Regions from separate parts of the Mus musculus genome. Here all the other regions are linked to region 4. A link is a contact called in public promoter capture Hi-C data. All regions are on one chromosome and are shown on one strand. The core of a region is the stretch at or near the end of the contact, and the rest is flanking DNA. Distances in the headings are between cores, read along the strand shown.

Region 1 (2,700 bases), core at 144-2,643, 2.8 Mb before region 4:
TGCATATGGGTACGCTGTAGCCGTCTTCAGACACACCAGAAGAGGGCATTGGATCCCATTACAGATGGTTGTGAGCCACCATGTGGTTGCTGGGAATTGAACTGAGGACCTATGGAAGAGCAGTCAGTGCTCTTAACCACTGAGCTATCTCTTCAGTCCTAAAGTAGCAAATCTTAACTCACTTTAAGTGCTATATTGTTTAGATAGGGGTCTCACTTTATAGCTCTAATTGGCCTGGAACTTAAGAGTGTGCTAGGATTAAAGGCATGCTCCACCACACCCAGCACGAAGCAGATATAAAGAACTCTTGGCCTTTTCCGAGGGAGGCGTATACCTATAATCCCACCAGTCACTCTGGAGGCAGAGGCAGGCAGAACTCTAGAGTTCTAGGTCAACTTGGTCTACATACAGAATTCCTGGCCATCCAAGAATACATAGAAAGTCTTCTTTAAACATAGCTACCTGGAATGCTTGGGGCAAAAGGAGTTTTCAGGCATAATATATGAAATAAAATCCTTCAGAGTGGAGCCTGAAAGTCTGCTTTTCTAAGTAGCACCCCAGGTTATATTAATATAAAGAATGCACTAGCAACGTTTGAGAAACTTTTGTTTTCTTGGGTTTTTTGACCTAGCTGTTCTGAAACTTGCTCTGTAGACCAGGCTGTCCCCAATCTTACGGAGATCCTCTTGCCTCTGCTTTGAGTACTGAGACTAAAATTGTTGGACAGTGAGAGATGAGTTTCAAAGAAACAAATTTGATACCAGGTGGTGGTTTCCCACACCTTTAATCCCAACACTTGGGAGGCAGAGGCACCTACCTCCACTCTCCGAGTTCAAGACCAGCCTGGTCTACAGATGGCGTTTCAGTACAGCCAGGGCTACATAGAGAAACTGTCAAAAACCAATCCAACCAACCAACCAAGCAACTAAAACCCCCAAAGGGTAGTATTAGGAACTTGCATAATGCATTAAATAACAGCTAACCTGAGAGATCCCTGTATAAATTACATTCTCTTCCCTTGATCAGAGATTCGTGATCAGAAGCGATGCAATTTGGAGAAAATACTATAGGGTGCTCTAGGATATGTCTTAAGGAACCCAAGATTAACAATCACTTCTTGAACAAGCAGGGTTTTTTTTTTTGTTTATAGGAATAACAGTACGTTTGTGCATCATTTATTAATTGACTGGGCGCCTTCTCTCAGTCAGCATTTCCTGAGGACAGCAGTAAGAAGCCTTCCAGGCTAATCTAATCCTGAGCTCTGAATAGCCATTCCGATCTGGGGCGAGCGCGTGAGGGCTGCGCCGGCTCCAGCCAGCAGAGGGCGCGCTCGCACCCTCCGCGCGGGCCTCGGGACCCAGTGGCTTGCTGTCGCCTGGGTTGCTCCCGAGCACGCCCCCGCCCGCCGCGTCACGTGACGCCGCCACGGACCCTGAGGTGCGGGCCCTAAGCCGAGATAAAGTCGTTGCCGGCGGCCCAAGCGGGTGCAAGCCCAGCGGCAGAAGCGAAGGCGAGCTGGGGAGGCCCGAGGAAGTGGCTACTACCTCTTCCCGGTCTGGTCGGCTCCCGGTCCCTTCCCACCATTCGCCGCTCGCGTCTCCTCAAGCGTTTGCATGCGCTCTCTCGCGTGGGCAGGCCGGGGTGACCATGTAGCTGGAAAGCCCGAGGAAGCACGGCTGCCCGGGACGAGCTCGGCGCTGACGGCACGCCGCTCCGGCGTCCCCCGCATCCCCCGCCGCGGCCTGCGGGGTCCTGCTGGGAACCCCGGCCTCTCGAGGAGGCCTGGCCCCGAGCGCCGCCAAGTCTCGCCCCGTCTCGCGAGAGTCCAAGTTGAGAACATGGCGACGTCTAATCTGTTAAAGGTAAGTCCCCCCGGCTGCAGCCGGGCTTTTGCCCGGCCATCGATGCGCTCGGCTCCCGGGGAAGGACCGGGCTCCGTGGGAGCGGCAAGATGTGTATGAGGAGAGCGGTTCGGGGTTGTCCACCGGAATGAGCCGGGGTGGCTGTTGCCCGAGCACCCCGACGCCGGGCCCTGGCCTCGGGGGTCCAGAGGACCTGGTGGGTTCCTCCCGCCGGCTCACCGACTCGCAGCGATGCTTTCAAGGGACCAACCCCGGCTGGGAGCGAGAGCAGTGTCGCTGGGCCGCACCAACCCATCATTGTGACTCTTGGGGCCCGTCCCTTCTGAATGGAGTGTCAAAGACATAATAGGGGAAAAAAATCCCAGCAAAATGCTGCCTAGCAGGTTTCAATGGCTGGTCCCCCCATGCTCCCCCAACCCCATTCCTTAATTTCTGTTCGCACTCTGCAGGAACTGTGAGTTAGACAGCAGTGCCTGCCTGCCACTTCACCTCTTTCCTCCCTTCTCTGAATGTCACACCTTCCCACCAGTTCTCTCACGCCTGGCCGTCTATTTCCACCTTTTCTCTGTCCCTTGAGGAACTGTCTCCCAATCCTGACCTCCCTTATAGGACATCGATGGCACCCGATCAAGTGCTGCTGTCCATCCTTTTAGGGTGTAGAAAAGTTTTCATTTAAAGAAAGCATTGAAAAGTTGTAAATGCCAGGAGAGTCCCAGGGCGAGCAGGTTATGTAGAATCATCTCTAAAAAAATGAGGATTGAGGAAGACAATTGAGGCGAGTTTGTGTTTTTTAGTAAGAATTCTGACCTGAACTTACTAACTGAAATATGGGACTAGT
Region 2 (2,700 bases), core at 85-2,584, 2.7 Mb before region 4:
TGGAATTTTATATGGATCACAAGACTGCTAAAAGTCGCAGTTCTTACCTAAACAATACGTATAGGTGGGGAGAAAAAAAATCATGTGAGTCTACTTTTAACCAATTTTGTATGAGCCTAATTTTAAAATTACAAGAAAGCTAAGTTTAAAAATCACAGGTATAAATTTAACTATCCAAGTCTGATGAAGATGAAAACATTCAAAACACTAGTTTTTGTATTTAAGTTTCTCAAAAAATGGACAGTAGAATCGTACAGAGCCTCTTAAATAAGTCCTGCCTAATGTGCAATTTTTATTTTTTGGACAGGGCTGGGCACAAAGCAAATGTTCGTAACGGCTGTGGAAACTATGGAATGAGTCCTCATACTTCGACCACTTTCTTTTAGAGATGTCCCAAATAACGTTTCAAAGTCACTGTCCAGTTTTGAGCCTAAGAGGCTCTTGTTCCCTACAGAACAATCCCTTTTATTCTTTCACAGGACAAACAACGAAAACAGTCTTTTCCAGAGACAGTATCTCCCGACCAACCAGTGGTCTATGAACAAACCCTTTTCGAAAATGGAGGAAAACGAGGGCTAGAACGTGTGCAACCAGAAGTCAGTCGTCGTACCTCCTAAATATTTGCTCAAGAACACGACACGCTGCCGTTCTGAAATATGCAATTGGCGTTTCAAGCCACTATGGTGGGCCAGGGGTGTGGGGCCCTCCCTGTGTCCCAAATTCCCAGTGCTAAGGTCGGGTTATGGGTAAGGGCGTCGGAAAGTCTTTCCACAAGGCTGGGCGGCCGGGGAAGCGGGGGTCCCCCCGCCTTTTCCTTTATCAGTCCCGGCTCTTGACAAGGGAAAGGGTAGGGGACACGCAGCCTCGTCCATCACGCAGGCGACACTCCTTCAGGTGTCCCAGCGGGCCTGGCTGTGCCTCGGAATCCAGGCCCCAGGTGTTCCCCGCCGAGCTTCTTTCTCCCTTCGGCTGCCCCCATCGCGCAGCAGGAGGAGAAGGGACATCCCTACACCGAGGAGCTTCGACTGTCCCAAGGCGCCGAGGGACCGAGCCTCTCCGCTAGTCTGAACTTGGACGGGAGCAGACCACTCCTCAGAGCTTCCCCACCCCGAGCAGCCCTCCCCCTCAGCCCCTGGTCTTTCCGTCCCCTCAGCCCGGGTCCGATCACCCGCCCTCCCAGGCCGCCGCTTACCCAATACCAGCCTGGCTACATCCGAGGGTAACAGCATGATCCGAGCTGCACAGGGAGCGGCCTGAAGGGACGAGACTCAACTCAAAGCAAACACGGCGACAGCCCCGGCGCCGCCGCATCTCCCGGTTCCACTGGAGGTGCTGAACCCGCGGCAATTTGTCCCGCCTCTTTCGTGCCACACTAACCAATCGCTTCCGCGGGAGACAGAAAGGCGCCGAAATGAAACCCGCCTCCGTTCTCCTCGGAACCGTCGTCATTTCCGTCTGCGGAGGGTTGTGGCCAGAGAGGACCTGGTGGCCGGCTGTGGGAGCGTCGGCCCCTGGGCGGAGTTGCGGGAGCGAGGGCAATCGCCATTGGTGCGCACTGCGCAGGCGCGTTTCCTCAGGCCGGGAGACTGTTTTGAGGGGAGCGAGTGTTTTGAGTTGGAGAGCGCGTGATGCCTACGCGCAAGCGCAGTCGTGCGGCGGCGCATGCCGACTTCTTCCTTTGGGGCACCCGTGCCTTACCAACTTGCTGCTTTATAGAGCCGGAAGCGGGAAGGCGTGCGTACAGAACCAGCTGCTAGATCCGTGCACGCGGGAAAAGGCGAAGCGACCTGGGTTTGCATTGGCAGGCAGAATGCAGCGGTAGGAGCGAGGGACGAACGCTCGGGGACTTCTGTGAGGGGAAAATTCTCTTCTGAGCCCATCTTTCCTCAGCTTCCGAATGGCTCTTACCCCTTCTCTGCAGAACGGCCGTCATCTTCTCCCTCTTTCTGCAGACCCTAGATGGAGTGAGCCTAAATCTTCCCTTCTGCACGTCCCTCTTTCCTATCTGTCATCTTAAGGGTTCTGGTCGATCTAGATTTTTTAAATCTCATACTTTAGTCTCAGAGCGTTTATTTATATTTAAGCTACAGGTTTGCACATGTTCGTAGTTAAGAGCACTGGCCCTTGGAAATCACAGTCTCGTATTCTCATTGTCAGTTGTATTGCCTGTGTTGTCTGTAGTAGGTAAGTGGCAGCCACTCTGAGCCTTTGAAAATGTTTAACCTGCGCTCCTTCCCCGGTCCCACCCCCGCCACCTGGCACAGATAAGTAGACAGCTACTTTTTCAAAGCGACAATGTGATAGGAAAAACTGTGTTAGCCGAGGAAGGACTGGTTCTGTGGAAACTGAGCCTGAAAGAATCGACTTTGCTGCTAGATCTTGCCGGGTGTAAATTCTTCTGCAAGATGGTAGCGAAGCTTTCAGACAGAAGGAAGTGCATGGAAAGGCACAAAGTGTAACGAGCTCTTGTTATTGAGTGATACAGATTTTGCAAGTTTCCAGTGTATTGAAGCCAGAGGAAGGGATGAGAGCAAGAAGAGGAGGAAAAAAACAGTCATCAAATAGATTTATAAAGCGATCGTAAGAGAAGACAGTAACAGGATGACAGTTATACTGAATATTTGCTGTGTGTGTGTGTGTGTGTGAGAGAGAGAGAGAGAGAGAGAGAAAGAGAGAGAGAGAGAGAGAGAAAGAGTGAGA
Region 3 (2,700 bases), core at 66-2,565, 2.5 Mb before region 4:
TCTCAAGTTCTGAGGCTATAAGACTGGCCCTAAGAGTATTTGCATTGTGAAAACTATCAAATGTTTTAAATCGGTATTTATGACTTTTTCTAGTTGACTTAAGATTTAAGGATCTATGGCGATGTGTTAATGATGCAAATTAAAGGTGTAGCGTGTGCATTGCCATTCTGTCGTGACTAGCACAGCAACGCAGAAACGATCCCGAGGAACAAAGGCACTTCGTGAAAGGAGAAAGAAGACCAAAAAGCCTTGGCACGTTCAACTATACTAAATGTTGCTAGTGTACTAAATGGCAGGTCAGGTAAATGTGCATGAGTACAGTCAAAAATGAGAGAGAGAGACCTAACTGCTGATTACCAGCAGTGGAGCCGCAGAGCAAAAGACCGAGGTTGTTGAGGAATTGACAAAGTAGGCTCTGGGCTGTTATGTGGAAGCAGGGACACAGTAGCCAGAAGATGAGGCTGGACTCAAGAGGGCTTGTCTTTTTTAAATATGAGGCACTAAAACGTGAAAATATTGTTAGAGAAGGAGAGATGAAAGGCGCAGGAGAGGGTAAAGGAAACTTATGATTCAGAGCAGAACCGTTTGCTATGAGGCTTCAAACCACGTGGGAAATACTTCAATTCTAAGACCCAAGGAGCACAAGGAAACCATTGCTTAAGTCAGGACTTTACTACACCCAGGTGCGAACTGCCAATTAGGAGAGGACTACCAGCCAGTCTCAAACCAATAGCCCTGTGCTGGGATTCAGAGGGAGCCCTGCAAGTGGACACCCTTGTCCTGTGGTTTCCTCCAACTCCAAACCCGTATTCCCGTTCTCTTTACTAAATTTTATTTTTTTCAGCAAATGTGTCTTCACGATTTTGCTATTCCTCTTTACCTATACATCTTGATACTGAGGGACAAGACAGAAATCCTAAGCATGTACCCTTTAGAATGCTCCCTCCATCTCTAAATATTTTAGGGAGAAAAATCTAAAACCACATACTGCATTTAACAGGGTGGAGGAAACCCAATGCGAGAGGTGGGTTAGCAATATCCCCGAAGCTGCAGCTCCTGAGTTAGGGCGAGGCTGGAGTGGGGGTTGGTGAGGTAGAGGAAAGCTTTTCCATCACAGCAGAGCAACTGTGCCAGGAGAGGGGTTTGGGGAACAGAGCATGGAGAAGGATGGTAGCATACTAAGATCGTGAGTATTTAGCGTCTTTCAGCAGGCCAAGATCAAACCAGACACCAGAGCAGAAAGGAGCTGGGGAGGGAACATGTCCCTTGACTTGCCAATCTCTGTCGCTCTCCGCTGTTTCCTTGGTAACGACTTAGTCAGTCGGAAATGACTTAATAGCTCCTTCCCTAGCAACCTTCTTAGGCCCCGCCCCCAACCCTGACCATTCTCACTTTGATGTTTGTTCTGGTAGAAATCTCGCTCTCTTCCAGTCTCAGTGCCATAGAGGCAGAGGACTTGAGAAAGGAACTCAGAGAGATCTCGGGCATGTGACGGGCCTTGCTGAAGGCCTAAGTAACATGAGGTCTCAGACTAACGCTATTTCTAAATTTAAGCTCCTTAGCCTGACACGGGTTTTAAATAGAGGACTTCACAGAACCCGAAAGCACACTGCATATTTAATGCATGCTTTATTGACTTGAATGTTGAATATCCTGCACGCCGACATTACCTCAATGTCAGAGTGTAACAATGTAAAATGAAGAGTATTCAGACCTGCCCAGTTCTATGTTCTTGCATGGAACATAATTTGTGAGGAAGATGAACTTCTAGGAAAATATTTTCCTTACATACTAAATGCATTTTTACGGGGGGTGGGGGCGGAATCTCTGTAGGAAATTCGGTGACAAAGTGAATGTCAAGACCTTCAAAATTATCACAGTTTCCATAAACAGGGCCTTGGGCTTTGGTTCTCCTTCAAGACACTGTGGCCATGCGTAGAGAGAATACTTGTGTGTTGTATGGATGCATCACCTGTCAATTAAAAAGTCTGTGGCCTATGGCTTAGGCAGGAAATGGGAGGTGGAACATCCAGGAGGCAGAAAGGATTCTGGGATAGAGTCCCAAGGGAGAATAGCCCGGGAAGATGTGAGGAGACCGACTCATGGTGCCTGAGCATTGATAGCCAGCCATGTGGCAAAATGTAGGTTAAAATAATGGGTTTATGTCGATTATGTAAGTTATGATCTAGTCAGAGAAAACCCTGGCTTTATGGCCAAGGTATTTGTAAATATATTTTGAGTCTAAGTCTTATTCCTGGGAGCATGAAGCTGGGAGTCAGAACCAGCCACGTGTTAGCACACAGATAGGAGTAAATTTTTTTTTTTTCGAGACAGGGTTTCTCTGTGTAGTTTTGGCTGCCCTGGAACTCACTTTGTAAAAAAAAAAAAAAAAAAAAAAAAAAAAAAAAAAAAGGATTAATTTTCTTGTTTTTGTTTAAATTTTTTTTCCATAAGGGTTTTTTTTTTTTTTTTCCAAGGCAGGGTTTCTCCATGTAGTCCTGGCTGTCTTGGAACTGCAAGGGGAATTGGGGGCAGGGCACAGACCCTCTCCAGCGTTGCAGACTGGGTGTTTTAGGCAAGGGATTGTGGGCTGTGGTTAGGACTTTCCCTCAATCAGCCACAGTCGAGATTTTAACATGTCTTAAAATTTGGGATTATAGTCAGGCATGGTGGCACATGCCTTTAATCCCAGGCAGAGGC
Region 4 (2,700 bases), core at 97-2,596:
CCAGAGAAGCAGCGTTCAATGCCCAGCACCCACATGGCAACTTAACAACTGCCTATAACTCCAGTTCCAGGGGATCTGTCACTTTCACATGCAGGCAAAACACCAATGCATATAAAATAAATCATTTACAAAGAAATCCATATTTCACATCAATCACCTTCCCACTAGCTACACGGTTTATGTTTGAGTATGTCTGACTATATGTAGCATTTCTATACACCTTGCAGAAGGCAAGGCTCAGTCTAGTACTTATCGCTACTCTAGGTAACAAACTAAGAAAATTAAATAAAAATAGTTTAAAAGCCAATAGAAATGGAGCGTGTATCTTTCAAGGGACACAAACCTGTAAGGAAAGGCAGCAGTTCCGTTCGAGTCCTTTCTACCCCGAGTGCTAGAGCTATAGTTGATAACTTCTTAATACTGTTGAGACGGAGCTTTAAAAACAAAGTGGGAGGGAGAACAAAGCAAAGAGATGATTGCAATTCTGGTCAAAGAAGCAAATAGGTGAGATACTGGGACACAGTATAATGATGAATGAGCCTTTCACTTAGATCTTAATCCTAGGAAAACTCAAGGACCGTTTAACACGTCATTAGCCAGAAGCTATCTTAGGGAGAACACTGAAGGGCCGGGGAAGAAACGAATGAATGAAAACACGCGGACAATGAGAGGGTCTGAAAAGAGAGAACTCTGGATGGAGAGAAGTGGGTGAAAGAAACGGTTAAGCACAACTCCTCCCTTTTCAGGGAAAAGTTCTATCACAACTGATGCACCACTCATCTGGGTTAATCAGCCGCCGCGCTCTTTCCACCCAACCAGCCCAGCTAGTTTGCCCGGGGACGGACACTCCGCATCACTTCAAAGGGAACGGGGGCCGGGGGCCGCTCCTCCGCTCCCGGCGGCCCCGCAGCCCGCCTGCGCTGGTCCACCCGAGGTGCGAACCGGTTCCCCGCCCACTGCCGGGAGCAGATGGACGCCACCACCCCAGAGGGTCGGAGGAGGGCAGCGGAGCTGAGACGGACCACCGCGCACCCGCCGCCCCACGCCTCCGTCCCGGGGCTGAATACGACTCTGCCACCCCGGGGGTCGCCCCCAGGGCTGAGCCGGCCTTTCCGCTTCCCTACCATGTGCGCTTCCGCCCTCGCCTCGGCTCCCCAGCCCAGCCTAGTACCTGCACGTCCTCATTGCGGAGCTCGTCGATTAAAACCGCGATCGGGTAGAGCGAATCGTCTCCATCTCCACCCGCTGCCCCCGGACCGGACCCTGGCCCTGCTGCGCCCGCCATGTTCTTCCTCCTCTGGCTGGTCGCCGCCGAAGGCCCCGTGCCCAGACCACGCCCCGCGCTCAGGCCACGCCCCGCGCTCAGGCCACGCCCCACACACAAACAGGCGGGGCTAAATCCAATCAGCCGGCTCCGAGGAACTGATGGAATCAAGTTTTTTCCCTGCGCGTGGAGGCTCCGGCCTGACCCCCATTGCTGGAACTGGAGGTCTGAACTCCAGAAGAAGGGCGGGCCGAAAAAACCAATGGAACCCCTGCATCCTTTCCCCAGCCGAAAGAAACAAGGGCAGGGATTCATCGTCTCCTTGCTGTGCTCTGAAGGAGACGGGCCTTAATGATGGATGCCGAGCCTCAAGTAGAACTCAGAGACAGGCCAGGAGGAAGAAGCTTTAACACCTCCCCCTCCACCCCAACCTCCACCCCCACCCCCAGGCTTCATGCTGGCCCTGAGCCACTGGGTCTTGGTCTTAATTTCCCCTTGGGCGACAAGCCTCTACACGCGCGCGCGCGCGCACACACACACACACACACACACACACACACACACACACACCTTCCTCTGGCCTGTTTGCCAAAATCGTGGCTGGCTCCTGCTCCTTAAGACAAATAATGAGGGCGGTGAGAGAAAATGAACAGTGCTGTCCAAACTCCCCAGTCAATATTTTTTCCACGCAAGCTGTTCAAAACATGCTGCTCTCTTGTTTTTGTGTTTCTTTTCAGTGTGGTACTGGAATGGCGCCTTCTGTTGTATTGTCTTCTCTTTTTTTTTCCTTCTTTACCAAGAAGCACAACAACCTAACATAACTGGGCCCAGTTTTACTCACCCCAGTTCGGTGCGGGTGTAAACTGGCCTCCCTAGACCTCCAGGAGTCCCCCTAAAGGACTCCAGGAGGAGGTGGGCCTGGGCCTTTTTACACAGAACTTAATGGAAAATGTTCCACTTGCCCTATGGAATGGCACAAAGTAACTATCTCTCCTTTCGACTTAGATATAAGCAACTTAGATTGGTAGCTCTGTCACAAGTTCTCAGATGACACTATTTTGTGCCTTAAGGAAATTGTCATTAATAAATGCAACTTAGGAGGTAAGTTTTTTTTTTTTTCTTTTTAAAGCATGGGATGCCTACTAGGAGATAGCCTTTCATAGTCAAAGCTTGAGAACCAACAGACTTCAGTTTGCGGTTTTTGTTTTTTCAACTTCTGTCCACGAATGAATGCTTGAAGACTCTCGTTTTATTTTGATAATTTTTAGATTCACTTACTTAAGGCATGGTCTGGACTGCTGGGGTGGCTATCTTTTTTAATTACAAAAACTGTGTATATGTGTGGTATGTACACACATGAGCCACTGAACAAGTGTAGTCAGAGGACAGCTTGCGGAGTGGGTTATCTACTTCTACCAAGTGGGTTCCAGTAACTG
Region 5 (2,700 bases), core at 13-2,512, 2.8 Mb before region 4:
CATCCATGTAAAGAGCTAGGCGTGGTGGCCCTTGATTGTAGCCCCAGTTCCATGGATGGGTGGATAGGGTTGAAGGAGTAGAGATGGTGGCTTATTAGCCAGCCATTCTAGTGCAAGGAGAGATAGACCCTGTCTCACAAAACAAACAAAAACAAAACAAAACAAAAAACACCAAACAAAAAGCAGCAGAGAGTCTCAGAGGGAGTTATCTGAGGTTTACCCTTGGCCTACACAGGAGTGCACACAATTACATGAAACAAGTCGACTTGAAGTAAATTGTTCAATTTGTATGTTGTGCCTTTTGTTTTACATCAAGGAAAATTAATGTCACAAGCAGAAAGATCTGCTATCCCCAACTGAAGATTCAAAGTCAGCAAATGGCCTGGCATAGTGCTTTTAATACCAGCACTAGGGAGGCAAAGACAGAAAGATCTCTGTGAGCTCAAGACCATCCTGGTCTACATAGTGAATTCCAGGATAGCCAGAGCTACACCGTGGGACCCTATCTAAAAACTAACCAAACAAAACCTAAGCAAAACAATCCTCCAACTAGCCTTAGCAATGGGTTACACAAATGTGAGAATTATCATGTAATATCAGTTAATGCACTGTTTCTGTTTTGTTTTAATTATTTGGAGACAGGGTCTCCGTCTGTAGTTTTAGTTGTTCAGGGACTCGCTATGTGGACCAGGCTGGCGTCGAACTCATAGAGATCCACCTGCCTCTTTCCTGAGTGTGTCCCATCACACCCAGCCTGCGGGGAGTTTCTTTGAAAGTTGATGTAATCTTATTATTACTCAGTGAAGTTTAGATAGTAATATGTATTTTACTTAGCATCCTACAGAAAAACAACTTCAACATTCTTTTAACGTAAGAAATTGGTTTATTTGTATTATAAATGAATATAATGGGAATTGCTGGAAACATTTACCAACATCCTTTGTCTGGGTAATACAGTCACCTGATCAGGCACGGCAAAGTGAATGGAAAGTCTCGGACTGCACGAAAACTACAGGCATCTGGAGGCAGAAACAACTGGCATCAACAATCAACAGTTTAGCGTGCACCACCTAGGTGTCAAGCCACGTGGTCATTAGTCCTTTTTTTTTTTTTTTTTTTTTTTTTTTTTTGGTCCAGGAGAGCCTCAGCTCAGTCCTCGGGCCAAGCGCCAGGCCCCGCCCTCTGGCTACGGGCCAATCGCCGCCAAGCGCAGCGATCTTGGACTGCTATTGGAGGAGAGGGTCGGGGCGGTGCCCGCCACGACGTCGCAAGCTCTGCGGTGGGGAAGTGGAGGCCGCGGCGCGTCTCTCTGCCCTTGACAGCCTTTCGCGTCTCCATGGCTGCCCTGGTGGCTCTGCACGGCGTCGTCCGCAGGCCTCTGCTTCGCGGGCTGCTGCAGGTGAGCAGGGTCGATTCCGGGGGTGGGCCGGGATCGGGGAGCCCACCAGCCGCCCGCGAGGTCCGTCCTCGTGGGCCACAGCGCTCAGCACCAGCGCCTTGGGGATCGAGTGCCTGCGCCGTCGTGTGTCAGTCCACCTGTCAGTCTGTGCTACTGTCACGCTCCGCATCAGCTGTGCAGCAAAGCTTGGGCCTGACCAGGCGCGATCCCAGACTGCAGAGAGCTGAGTCTCTCTGTAGGCCCAGGAGTTTCTAAGACGTTTTTGTGACCTTGTGATTTCCTTTTCCTTGTTTTTTTGTTTGATTGGTTTGAGTTTTGGGGTTTGGTTTGTATTTTGTTCCACTGGTTTTTCTGTGGAACCCTTGCTGCCCTGGAACGCTCTCTCTCTCTCTCTCTCTCTCTCTCTCTCTCTCTCTCTCTCTCAAGATCAGGCTGGCTTCGAGCTCATTGGTCTTCCTCCACCTGCAGAGTGCTGGGATTAAAGGCATGAACCACCACCTGGCTAATCATTGGTTTAATTAATTGTCTTAATCAGAGCTCAGGCACTATATGGCAATCAGAAGATTGTCTTAAAACTAACAAGATGGCTACTGAGACAGTACAAGAAATAATTTTTATTTGAAGTGAGTGCCTCGCTTCTGATGGTTGTGTTCGGCGAACACTTTGTACTTTCCAAAGGTGACATTCTAGACTTTGTCGGTCAGTCTTTAAGAGTCTGGAGTTAGGTTTGCGTGGTTTTGTTTCTGAGAAAATCAGGGTTCGCCGAAACGGGTAGTTCTGGCAATAGGAGCTGAAAGAGAGCATTGCTCTGCAAGAGATTGTGAAAGAATAATTGAGGGCCCGAGGCTTGGAGCTGGAAGCTGAGGGCAAACAAACTATAAAATGAATCTTACTTGAGTTGCTGCTCGGGCAAGAGGAGCTTGAGATCAAGGATTTCAACCCACGTGGGCAATTTGGAGATACCCAGTCTCCGAAAGATAAAAAAACAATAAGTACTGGGTGACTGCAGTAATAGGAAAGCCAGAGGGATAGTCTATTTTCTCATCTGGAGATGGGCAGAACCTCACTCGTAAAATAAGTGTTCCCGGGGCTGGAGAGATGGCTCTGTGGTTAAGAGCACTGACTGTTCTTCCAAAGGTCCTGAGTTCAATTCCCAGCAACCACATGGTGCCTCACAACCATCTGTAAAAAAAGGAATCTGATGCCTTCTTCTGGTGTGTCTGAAGACAGCTACAGTGTACTCATATGCATAAAAAAAAAAAAGTGTTCCCAAGAAAGACTCGTGTGCCTTTTTCCTTCTG

What was found. Promoter capture Hi-C pulls out the DNA fragments that hold promoters and counts their contacts.
Region 1: a promoter capture Hi-C map of pre-B cells shows a contact between it and region 4, with 12 times the contacts expected there. The contact joins the promoter of Cul5 here to the promoter of Ppp2r1b in region 4. A contact is called at or near these places in 2 of 39 promoter capture datasets (liver and pre-B cells), 1 of 115 datasets of contacts at active chromatin or transcription factors (astrocytes) and 1 of 9 other capture datasets (adipose tissue).
Region 2: a promoter capture Hi-C map of pre-B cells shows a contact between it and region 4, with 11 times the contacts expected there. The contact joins the promoter of Npat here to the promoter of Ppp2r1b in region 4. A contact is called at or near these places in 3 of 39 promoter capture datasets (liver and pre-B cells), 1 of 484 Hi-C or Micro-C datasets (pre-B cells) and 2 of 115 datasets of contacts at active chromatin or transcription factors (astrocytes and embryonic stem cells).
Region 3: a promoter capture Hi-C map of liver shows a contact between it and region 4, with 6 times the contacts expected there. The contact joins the promoter of 4930550C14Rik here to the promoter of Ppp2r1b in region 4. A contact is called at or near these places in 3 of 39 promoter capture datasets (hippocampal neurons, liver and pre-B cells) and 1 of 115 datasets of contacts at active chromatin or transcription factors (astrocytes).
Region 5: a contact with region 4 is called in a promoter capture Hi-C map of liver, with 8 times the contacts expected there. The contact joins the promoter of Acat1 here to the promoter of Ppp2r1b in region 4. A contact is called at or near these places in 2 of 39 promoter capture datasets (liver and pre-B cells).

Annotation. Positions count from the first base shown.
Region 1 is chr9:53,666,200-53,668,899 of GRCm38.p6, reverse strand. It overlaps Cul5 (cullin 5), which reads left to right and starts at 1,393. Exons shown (of 19, transcript NM_027807.4): 1 at 1,393-1,862. The coding sequence starts at 1,839. Gm16124 (predicted gene 16124) reads right to left here and starts at 1,807. Exons shown (of 2, transcript NR_166653.1): 1 at 1,545-1,807.
Region 2 is chr9:53,535,681-53,538,380 of GRCm38.p6, reverse strand. Npat (nuclear protein in the AT region) reads right to left here and starts at 1,334. Exons shown (of 18, transcript NM_001081152.1): 1 at 1,193-1,334. The coding sequence starts at 1,229. It overlaps Atm (ataxia telangiectasia mutated), which reads left to right and starts at 1,710. Exons shown (of 63, transcript NM_007499.3): 1 at 1,710-1,818.
Region 3 is chr9:53,403,901-53,406,600 of GRCm38.p6, reverse strand. 4930550C14Rik (RIKEN cDNA 4930550C14 gene) reads right to left here and starts at 1,315. Exons shown (of 9, transcript NM_001376944.1): 1 at 989-1,315.
Region 4 is chr9:50,855,570-50,858,269 of GRCm38.p6, reverse strand. It overlaps Ppp2r1b (protein phosphatase 2, regulatory subunit A, beta), which reads right to left and starts at 1,346. Exons shown (of 15, transcript NM_028614.3): 1 at 1,172-1,346; 2 at 344-434. The coding sequence starts at 1,285.
Region 5 is chr9:53,608,912-53,611,611 of GRCm38.p6, reverse strand. Acat1 (acetyl-Coenzyme A acetyltransferase 1) reads left to right here and starts at 1,262. Exons shown (of 12, transcript NM_144784.3): 1 at 1,262-1,399. The coding sequence starts at 1,337.